Regions from separate parts of the Mus musculus genome. Here regions 2, 3 and 4 are each linked to region 1. The links are chromatin contacts, called in public ChIA-PET, Micro-C and promoter capture Hi-C maps. All regions are on one chromosome and are shown on one strand. The core of a region is the stretch at or near the end of the contact, and the rest is flanking DNA. Distances in the headings are between cores, read along the strand shown. Region 1 holds the start of Cep72 (centrosomal protein 72). Region 2 holds the start of Tert (telomerase reverse transcriptase). Region 3 has its middle 25 kb from the start of Slc6a19. Region 4 holds the start of Slc12a7 (solute carrier family 12, member 7).

Region 1 (2,516 bases), core at 11-2,510:
ATATTTGAAAAGCATATTAAAATCAATGAAAATTAGAACCAGTCATGGTGGCAACTGCCTGCAATCCTAGCCACTTGAGTGTCGGACTAAAATTCCAAGGCCAGGTTCCGTTAAAAATGGAGATCAAGGTCATCTTGGCTTAATAACACACTTGAAAAATTAAAAAAACGTTTGGGGTGAAGTCCCATGACAGGGCATTTGCTTAGCATATGCAAAGCCCTATGTTCTATCTCCAGTACCTTAACACACAGTAGAAATATAAACACTAACAAATGTGTTAGTGTGTGCAGCTATGTGATACGTAAAGAGAAATGTACAGATTAAGAGATTTAAATTATAAAACAAGCTTTAATCCACACGTTTCACTTCTAGAATCTAAAGAGGAAAATAAATGCAAAGCAAGCACAGAGAAAAAGGTAAAATTTAAAAACAGTGAAGACAAATCAACCAACCCAAAAGTGGTGTCTTTGGCATGACCAAAAACCGTATATCTCCAACATGACTGAAAGATAGAGCCAGATTAAGTACCATTTATGAAAATGGGGAATATCCCTACAGGCCCCACAAGCATTAATAAAATAGTAAGAGAATGCTGTAGTCAGTTCTATGTAGATATGGTTGACAATCAAGAAAAAACGATTTAGATAACGAAAATGCACTCTAGGTGAAACCACTATAAGTTTAAAAATCGTAATCGAATTTAAAAAATGGTAATCGAAAATCTTCAACAATGGAAAATTCTAGGCCTGCGTGGTTTCCCTGTCAAAGTCCAGGGGAAAAAAGTTAAAAAGGAAAAAAAAAAAATCACAACACAAATTCCGCACGATCTCTTGCTCAAAACGTAATGGGGCCTTGATGTCCAAACCATATAAAAAGAGACCTGCATCTTCATAAGCGAAATGCCATGTAGGAACCCAGGAAGACAGATGAAAGCTGCTGCAAAAAAGAAGCGGGGGGCTCAGCCTGACCGCGGTCCCACAGAAAACCCAGGCCGCGTCCACCGGCTCTCCAGGACCTTAGCCACGCCCTTCCCCACAAACCCGCCCAGCCGGCCCCGCCTCCTTGCCCCACGGGCCGAGACCGTTTGTGGTCAAGTGCCATTCGCACGGAGGCAGAGCTATCAGGCCCGGCAGGCCAACCCAGTCTGTCCCCCACGCACCCAGGTCGCGGTGGGGACCCAGGCCGCTGCGCTCTCGTACAGTCTCTTCACACAAAACCAACCGCTGGCCTGGCGCCATGTTTTCAAACCGGACGCTGGCGCGCGGCGCCTGCGCTGTGACGTGATCTGGAACGGGCGGGCGGGACCAAGCCTGCAAGGGGCGGGCCCAGGAGGGTGGGCGGAGCTTCGGCTGTGTTTAAAACTTTCTTTGGGACAGGTTCACCCAAGCCATCCTAATCCGCTGAGCTCTGAGTGCAACCTCACCCTGCTCTGGCTCCTCCCCAGGACAACCCCATTGCGTTCAGTGCGGTTTGTGGAAACAGCTGTTAGTGCCCGGGGCATTCGCACCTACTCCCACTTCCATTCATTTCCTACTCCCTCCAGGAGCCTTCTCTCCTAAGGTTTCTTCCTGTCCCAGCCCCTGAGATGCTCCCCCCCCCCCCCCCCGCCAACCCCCACGCACTTCCAAAAGTTCTCATCATGTGGCTGGAGAGACAGGCTGTGTGCAAAAAAAAAAAAAAAAAAAAAAAAAAATTTCTCCTAACTAAGACACATTGAAAGTCCTTTCATCAAACCTGGGGTCTACTAATAACTTCCAGGCATTGGAGAGATAACTAAGCTTTTCAGAAGCAAATTAAGGCTTGTATGCTTGCCATCTAAGACATGTGGCGCCTCAGGACACAACACAGATTTCAATCACCCTCTCTTATTCTATTTTCTCTGACCAAGATCAGAGTCCAAGTGGGACCTTGGGGAGACGGATGGTCTGTCAGGGACAGACCCAAGACCAGCTTTTCTACTGCAATGAAAGTGCCAGTAGAAACTTGGGAAGTAACGTTTCTGTTTACTAACGTTTTACATCTTCACTGAAGAAAGAGGGACAAGGATTAGCTTTGCACCCTGCAAAGATTCCTACAAGCCTATGATTTCTTACAAGCCTCAGTAAAAGGTTATGCTAATGATTAATTACTACCAAGTACTCTTTCCGGTGGTTTATTAAATACCATCTGCCGTGGTAACATTAGACTGTGGCCAAACCTACATGCATTTAAGCTGTTTTATGTCCTTAAGTTCCATTTGAGGTGTTTAGGAGTGAGCCAGCAGCACTTGAACTTGATTTGGTGCTGGTGAAGACACAGAGCAAGGAACAGTGTTGTGACTCGGAGATAGAGATGATGAGCCAGGCTGGGTCACATCAGGAACAATCCCTTCTGCCTCATAGTTCATAAAGCTTTCCCAACTAGACCTGGAGGTTAGCAGGAACCTTCCTTAGCTGGAGTCCCACAGCCTGGTCTTCCCTACTACCTGGAGAGTTGGCAGGCAGTCCTACCCAGAACATTCTGTTGATCTCACATAC
Region 2 (2,516 bases), core at 13-2,512, 440 kb before region 1:
TCTATGCTGGTTTCTTTGGGGAACTACACTAAGGTAGCTTACAAGTGTGCACCACCATGCCCCGCGATATTCTTATTTTTGAGACTGTTTTCTATGCTGGTTTCTTTGGGGAACTACACTAAGGTAGCTTCATTGTTGGCATAAATTTCTCAGTTCAGGCCCATATCTCCTAAGTAGCAGAACTAAGCAAATCTCAAACAAACCCCTCAAAAAGACTGATGTCCACTAAACGGACTTCTAAAATAGCTCCTGTAATCCTGAGCATTTACAAGGCGGCAGACCTCCTATAAGGGAGTAAATATGAAAACGCGCCTGTTCAAATGCTAGGTCGGTGGATAGAAGCAATTTCCTCAGAAAGCTGAAGGCACCAAAGGTTATATTTGTTAGCATTTCAGTGTTTGCCAAACTCAGCTACAGTAGAGATCACAGATTCCCTATTTCCCAGAGATTCAAAATTCAGCAGCCCCTCTCTAACTATGGCTCAGAGTCGTGTCATTACATATGCCCCAACAACAACCCCCACCCCTATCCTACCCCCGCCTCACACGTGCAAGTACTATCACAGTTGCCAACCTAGCAGAGCTGCCATCCTAAGGTCGAGGTCGCCGCTTTGGCTGTGTGCACAGGCAAGCGCCCTCACCCAATGGCCCTGGCCTTGCTATGGGTGCGTGAGTTGAGATGATGCTCTGGACTCTGAGGTGAAGGCCACTGGAACAGTGAAAAAAGCTAACGCAGGGCTTTTACCTAGTCCCCTTCCTTTGGTGGTGGGTGTTTACGGAACATATTTGGGATCTGAGTGTATGGTCGCACCACAATAAAGCCTTAACCTATATAGTAGAATTTCAGCTGTAATCATTAAGAACTGAGATTGCCACCACCCACCTCACTGTCTGTGTCAACCACAGCAGGCTGGAGCAGTCAGCTCAGGAACAGGCAAAACCTTAGGTCCCTCCGCCTACCTAACCTTCAATACATCAAGGATAGGCTTCTTTGCTTGCCCAAACCTCGCCCCAGTCTAGACCACCTGGGGATTCCCAGCTCAGGGCGAAAAGGAAGCCCGAGAAGCATTCTGTAGAGGGAAATCCTGCATGAGTGCGCCCCCTTTCGTTACTCCAACACATCCAGCAACCACTGAACTTGGCCGGGGAACACACCTGGTCCTCATGCACCAGCATTGTGACCATCAACGGAAAAGTACTATTGCTGCGACCCCGCCCCTTCCGCTACAACGCTTGGTCCGCCTGAATCCCGCCCCTTCCTCCGTTCCCAGCCTCATCTTTTTCGTCGTGGACTCTCAGTGGCCTGGGTCCTGGCTGTTTTCTAAGCACACCCTTGCATCTTGGTTCCCGCACGTGGGAGGCCCATCCCGGCCTTGAGCACAATGACCCGCGCTCCTCGTTGCCCCGCGGTGCGCTCTCTGCTGCGCAGCCGATACCGGGAGGTGTGGCCGCTGGCAACCTTTGTGCGGCGCCTGGGGCCCGAGGGCAGGCGGCTTGTGCAACCCGGGGACCCGAAGATCTACCGCACTTTGGTTGCCCAATGCCTAGTGTGCATGCACTGGGGCTCACAGCCTCCACCTGCCGACCTTTCCTTCCACCAGGTGGGCCTCCAGGCGGGATCCCCATGGGTCAGGGGCGGAAAGCCGGGAGGACGTGGGATAGTGCGTCTAGCTCATGTGTCAAGACCCTCTTCTCCTTACCAGGTGTCATCCCTGAAAGAGCTGGTGGCCAGGGTTGTGCAGAGACTCTGCGAGCGCAACGAGAGAAACGTGCTGGCTTTTGGCTTTGAGCTGCTTAACGAGGCCAGAGGCGGGCCTCCCATGGCCTTCACTAGTAGCGTGCGTAGCTACTTGCCCAACACTGTTATTGAGACCCTGCGTGTCAGTGGTGCATGGATGCTACTGTTGAGCCGAGTGGGCGACGACCTGCTGGTCTACCTGCTGGCACACTGTGCTCTTTATCTTCTGGTGCCCCCCAGCTGTGCCTACCAGGTGTGTGGGTCTCCCCTGTACCAAATTTGTGCCACCACGGATATCTGGCCCTCTGTGTCCGCTAGTTACAGGCCCACCCGACCCGTGGGCAGGAATTTCACTAACCTTAGGTTCTTACAACAGATCAAGAGCAGTAGTCGCCAGGAAGCACCGAAACCCCTGGCCTTGCCATCTCGAGGTACAAAGAGGCATCTGAGTCTCACCAGTACAAGTGTGCCTTCAGCTAAGAAGGCCAGATGCTATCCTGTCCCGAGAGTGGAGGAGGGACCCCACAGGCAGGTGCTACCAACCCCATCAGGCAAATCATGGGTGCCAAGTCCTGCTCGGTCCCCCGAGGTGCCTACTGCAGAGAAAGATTTGTCTTCTAAAGGAAAGGTGTCTGACCTGAGTCTCTCTGGGTCGGTGTGCTGTAAACACAAGCCCAGCTCCACATCTCTGCTGTCACCACCCCGCCAAAATGCCTTTCAGCTCAGGCCATTTATTGAGACCAGACATTTCCTTTACTCCAGGGGAGATGGCCAAGAGC
Region 3 (2,516 bases), core at 13-2,512, 340 kb before region 1:
ACTCACCCAGAAATCTTAGGTGTGAGCTTGGATATCCAGGGCACTGGTGGACTATCAAAAAGATGTGTCTTGTTGTAGGGCGGGCCTTCTTCAGGGAGGCCATAGCCAGGAGCTGAGCAGCTGACCTAAGAGTTGTGTAGCCAGGGATGCAGCATTGATCTCTCTTGAGAGCTTCTGGGTATTGTGACCTTGAGATTCTCTAAGATAGATACTGAGTTCTCAAATACCTGTAATGTGCCTACTGACAGCCAAATCCTGGTCACCACTGCTCAGTAAACCCAGGCAATGACCCAGCCACCTTCACTGACCACACCGTGTCTCCCATAGGTAGACCCATCCTGAACAGACCTTGCCTGATCCCACCAGCACCCATACCCCACTCTGACCAAGTTCCTTTTCACAGTCACTGGGAAAATGCCACCACATCGTGTAGGTGCTGAGCAAGAGCAGAGAGGGGCAGCTGAGATGCTCCAGCACCTCTTAGAAAGACAGGAGTTGGGGCTGGCTCAGAGGGTAAGAGCACCTTCTGCTCTTCCAGAGGTCCTGAGTTCAATTCCCAGCAACTACATGGTGGTTCACCCTCATGAAATACCTTCTTCTGGTGTGTCTGAAGACAGCTACCATGCACTCATATAAATAAAATAAATCTTAACTGAAGATTTTGACTTTTGAGAGAGAGGAAGAGAGACAGAGACAGAGACAGAAACAGAGACAGAGCGCACTGACTGCTCTTCCAGAGATCTTGAGTTCAATTTCCAGCAGACACATGGTAGTTCACAACCACCTGTAATGGGATCTGATGCCCTCTTCTGGTGTGTCTGAAGACAACAACAGTGTACTCATACAAAATAGATAAATAAATCTAAAAAAAGAAGGAAGGAAGGAAGGAAGACAGACAGGCGGACAGACAGAAGTTTATAGCTAGGACTGTGATACATCAAGAAAACATTTGGGATGTTCTAACTGACCCTGGCCACATACATCTACAAGGTTATATCTTTTTGCCAGTCTCATGAATGAGAATATATATATATATATATATATATATATATATATATATATATATATAGTGTGTGTGTGTGTGTGTGTGTGTGTGTGTGTGTGTGAAAGTACCTTTTATTCACCTGATATAATTGACTCAGAGGCTTACTGAGTCTGCCTAACCTAGTCCTAATCGTGGAAGCGTCTAGCCTCCGTAAACCTTATCTAGTCCTAGAGTGTTTTCAGTCTCTGAGACTTGCGGCTGAACATGCTCACCACTTCCTACTTCTTTCTGATCTCTGACTGGCTGATTTAACTCAGCCATTCTGCCTCAGACTCCTCTCCACGCTGACTGAGTCTATCTGACTTTTTTCTTGCCTTCTCCTGAATTGATCTGCTTGGCCTCACACTGACTTTGGCAGTATGTTCTAATCTTCTAGCTCCTTCCCATTCTCTGGCTCATCCCATCTTCACCTGTGTCTAGCTTGTTCTCTCTCTGCAACATGTTTCTGTACAACTGTCTGGTAAAACTGCCTCCCTTCTCTCTCTGCACTGCTCTCTCTTAAGTAGCCTTTCTTTTCACTCTGCTCTCGTGACAGGCATATCCTATTGTCTAAGCTCTCTCTAATTCATCACTTTTCTGCTTTTTAATTAGACATCACTTTCAAACACGGGTGCTTCCTTCTACAAACTAACTTTACTTTCATTATTTGGGATTAAAGGTGTGTGCTAAGAGTGTGTCTGTATTGCAGCCAGAGGGATTAAAGGTGTGTGCTAAGAGCCTGTCTGTATTCCAGTCAGAGTAGCCATGTTGTTGGATTAAAATCCTTGTACAATACCAAAAGAAAAACTACCTGTAGGCTATAGGGATACCCACCCAGAACTCATTTGAACATAGCCTGTCTCTGTTCCAATGCTCAGGAAAGCTCAGGCCCCTACCTGCTGTGGCCCCCGTAGCTGGTAAGAATCTTCTGGAGGCAGAAAGGAAGGAAGCACCAGCTCTCCTGGGCCTCCTTCATGGCCAAGTGTCAGATACAACCAAGATACTAGCTGACTCCTTCCAGTGTCTCAAGAATGAATGTGTTCCATTGGTTTGACTCTAAGTTTAGAGCTCATTTTAAAGAGAAGTTTAGAATTACAGAATTTAGTGGACAGAACAAGGCAGATCCCACTTGTCTGTCTCCCCCACCTTTTCCCCATTGTTCCAGTGAATTCACAGAAAAAAGCCACACCTTTGATAAATATTCGAAATGCTATTTAGCTGACTAAAGTGTCTTGAGTTTTGGAGATTTGGAGTGTTGTAGCTCTGGAGTCAAATTATCCTGGGCTATCTTTTTTTTTAAAAAAAAAACATTGTTTTCTTTTACTTTTAAGATTTTATTTATTTATTATATGTAAGTACACTGCAGCTGTCTTCAGACACACCAGAAGAGGGAGGGCATCAGATCTCCTTACAGAAGGTTGTGAGCCACCATGTGGTTGCTGGGACTTGAACTCAGGACCTTCAGAAGAGCAGTCGGGTGTTCTTACCCGCT
Region 4 (2,516 bases), core at 7-2,506, 300 kb before region 1:
GGGCAGAAAGCCGGCCATACTGGGTACAGTTGGGCTTTCCCAGAAATGGCTTTTCTGAGTTAGTTTCAAAATGTTTTATTCTCATCGGTAGGATATGCAAATCCCTTTAACTCCCGTATCTCAGCCTATCCCAGCGGTGTCACTGGTCCGGCAGCTGCCTTCCAGTCCGTGTCCCTGATTGAACTGGGCCAGGCCACCTGGCTGGCCCTGTTCCACAGGTTGTGAGCAGCTCTAGGCATATCACCTGTGTTTCTCTTTGACCATCTAAAACAGTTTTGGGTGACTTGTTGCACCTGGGGGCTATGGCTTTTTGTAGGATGTGTTGGGTATGATACCCTAACATTTTAGTTCCATTCTCTCTTGAAGAATATTTGTTTCCAGTTTTTCACCAGTCTTTCATTGAAAATGCACAAGGTCCTGAAATTCCGGAAGATCTGTGACTTCCACCATGTGGTGTTCTGGAACTCTTTGCTCGGATCTTCCTGTCACTACTACCTTCGGAATTTACCTGCCCTTGGAGCCAAAGGGAGGAACTGCCACCCTCCAAGTTTGGGCTGCAAGGGTTCCCCAGGTTGGATCGTGGAACACTCCTGCCAGCAGGTACAAAGAGTCTCGGGCTTGGCTGGCTAGGCCTGTCCCAGAGCCCAGTGACCTTCTTGGGTGGGATTACTTAACCCCAGGGTGCACAGCGTCCCCTGATTGGCCATTACTCCCTGGCCTAGGTTAGCAGCCTGACCTGGTCAGGGCCTGGGCCCAGATCACCAGCGTTGGTGGAGATGAGGAGCTGCAAACTGAGAGAAAGGAGCCATGACCTGTGGGGTGGTGGGAGAAGAGCCCCACGGGAGTTTGGAATGAGAATGGAAGAACTGAAGCTGTGGAAGTGGTGAATGACAGGCTCTTGGAGGGCGGGAGGGCTCTGAGCCTGTGTTGTGAGTAGGAATGGGAGGAGGACGCGGTCCTGCGGGGAGGAACTGGTGTCTCTTATGCTGAGGGAGGTCTGCATCTGTGGGCAGTTCATTCAGCGGTGGCCTCTAGGGGTTGGGTTTGTGCGTACCGAGTCCTTGAGGGTACAGGGCTCTGGCGGGGCAACCCTGAGACTGTGGCTACAGGGGCGGAGTTTTAAGGGGTGGAGCGTCTGGTGGGCGTGGTCGTTCCGGAAGCCTCCCGACCCCGCCCCGGGCAAACTTTTCCCGAGCCGTGGGGGCGGGCAGGTGAGGTCACGTGGCGGGCAAGGGCGGGCCGGGCGGACCCCGCCCCTACGCCGGAGTCCGGCGGCTGCTCTGGAGCAGCGTGTGGCTGCGAGGGACAGCAGAGTCTAACGGAGCCATGCCCACGAACTTTACGGTGGTGCCGGTGGAGGCGCGCGCCGACGGCGCCGGGGACGAAGCTGCTGAGCGCACGGAAGAACCCGAGTCTCCCGAGAGCGTGGATCAAACCTCCCCTACGCCGGGTGAGCTTGGCCGCACCTGCAACGGGACAAAGGCAGAGGCTGGGCCCTTCTGCTGCCGCTGGGCCGCTCTGACTCGTTGGTTGGCGGCGGCCCGCGCGGCGCGTAGCGGGGCGATGGGAAGGGGTCAGAAGGGCCAACTGGTATCTGCCTGGCTCGGAGGAGTGACCCGAGACCGGGAGAGGATTCTTGGGCTGGTGGTTTGTTGGCCCTGTTCGTTCAGTTTCTTGAATTCAGTGCTCTGCTCCTTGCTTGAGGCGCCCGCTGCATATCTCCCTGTTGGCCTGACTCAGTCAGCCCTGGGGGCGCGGTTCCCACCTCTCTGCATGGCCTGACTGGAGCATCGAGGCTGGAGCACCGGAAACTACTTGGTTTGGCAACTCTGACGGGACTAGGGAGGAGTTGCAGAGCTACTGGAGGTACCTATGGAACGGGAAGGCCCAGGTGTCTAGGTGGTACCTGGGAGAGCTGGAGGTACAGACCCCTGGATGGGTGATCTCACTGACGGACAGCTTCCTCTGGGCAAGCTTTCTTTTGCTCCAGGATGGCCCAGTGTGGTCAACCGATAAATCCGACTGGGATCCCAGATCTGCCTCCACTGACCTTGGACCAGCCAAACTTCCCTTGGGATCTTAGAGGAAGGACAGAGGCCCGTGTAAGCCTGGGGAGGGGGCTGCGCACTCTGAGCGCGGGCTTCTCTTTGCTGCTCTTTGTTCCTTGGATCCGGAGCTCTCTGGCACTTTCACTTTCCACGGGGTGGTGATGGGCCTGGGAATCTCTCTCCATCCTACTTCTCAGCACCCTCTCTGCTGATGGCAAGTCACCTTGAACTGACTGCTTCCTCCCTGTTCCAACTCTCTTCTAGACCTAGATCCTAATAGGCCCTAATAGGTGAGAGGACCCAGCACAGACCTACAGCTGCAGCTGGCCTTGCACCTACCCCAAGTTTTACATTGGAGGTTTGGGCTCCAGGTTCTGGGTCTGGAAGGAAAAGAGGGTGCAATCCTCAAGAGATGGACGGATCTTTTATATATGGCATCAGAGCTTTTGCTGCTCAGAATACAGGCAG

Evidence for each region. Promoter capture Hi-C pulls out the DNA fragments that hold promoters and counts their contacts. Hi-C and Micro-C count contacts between places; a contact is called where the count stands out from the background. ChIA-PET counts read pairs in DNA pulled down with a chosen protein or histone mark.
Region 2: a contact with region 1 is called in a promoter capture Hi-C map of embryonic stem cells, with 2.5 times the contacts expected there. The contact joins the promoter of Tert here to the promoter of Cep72 in region 1. A contact is called at or near these places in 5 of 39 promoter capture datasets (the 3T3-L1 cell line, cranial neural crest, embryonic stem cells and 2 more), 1 of 115 datasets of contacts at active chromatin or transcription factors (large pre-B cells) and 1 of 9 other capture datasets (adipose tissue).
Region 3: an RNA polymerase II ChIA-PET map of memory CD8 T cells shows a contact between it and region 1, with 6 read pairs. The contact joins the enhancer-like site here to the promoter of Cep72 in region 1. A contact is called at or near these places in 4 of 39 promoter capture datasets (cranial neural crest, embryonic stem cells and second pharyngeal arch cranial neural crest), 3 of 115 datasets of contacts at active chromatin or transcription factors (embryonic stem cells, memory CD8 T cells and pancreatic cancer cells) and 1 of 9 other capture datasets (embryonic stem cells).
Region 4: a contact with region 1 is called in a Micro-C map of embryonic stem cells, with 5 times the contacts expected there. The contact joins the promoter of Slc12a7 here to the promoter of Cep72 in region 1. A contact is called at or near these places in 2 of 39 promoter capture datasets (cranial neural crest and pre-B cells), 5 of 484 Hi-C or Micro-C datasets (Sertoli cells, embryonic stem cells, muscle stem cells and 1 more), 3 of 115 datasets of contacts at active chromatin or transcription factors (embryonic stem cells, microglia and pancreatic cancer cells) and 1 of 9 other capture datasets (adipose tissue).

Annotation. Positions count from the first base shown.
Region 1 is chr13:74,061,025-74,063,540 of GRCm38.p6, forward strand. Cep72 (centrosomal protein 72) reads right to left here and starts at 1,261. Exons shown (of 12, transcript NM_028959.3): 1 at 1,160-1,261. The coding sequence starts at 1,238.
Region 2 is chr13:73,625,649-73,628,164 of GRCm38.p6, forward strand. Tert (telomerase reverse transcriptase) reads left to right here and starts at 1,263. Exons shown (of 16, transcript NM_009354.2): 1 at 1,263-1,600; 2 at 1,703-2,516. The coding sequence starts at 1,382. RefSeq lists a promoter at 1-1,352 and enhancers at 1,022-1,041, 1,182-1,202.
Region 3 is chr13:73,724,244-73,726,759 of GRCm38.p6, forward strand. No RefSeq gene overlaps it. Among named protein-coding and RNA genes, the nearest start is that of Slc6a19, 25 kb to the left of the region's middle. Within about 2 kb of position 1,263, at least 37 of the 459 cell types and tissues checked have an H3K27ac peak or open chromatin away from gene starts, as enhancers often do. A contact at or near this core is called in memory CD8 T cells, where this site is marked.
Region 4 is chr13:73,762,441-73,764,956 of GRCm38.p6, forward strand. Slc12a7 (solute carrier family 12, member 7) reads left to right here and starts at 1,257. Exons shown (of 24, transcript NM_011390.2): 1 at 1,257-1,450. The coding sequence starts at 1,327.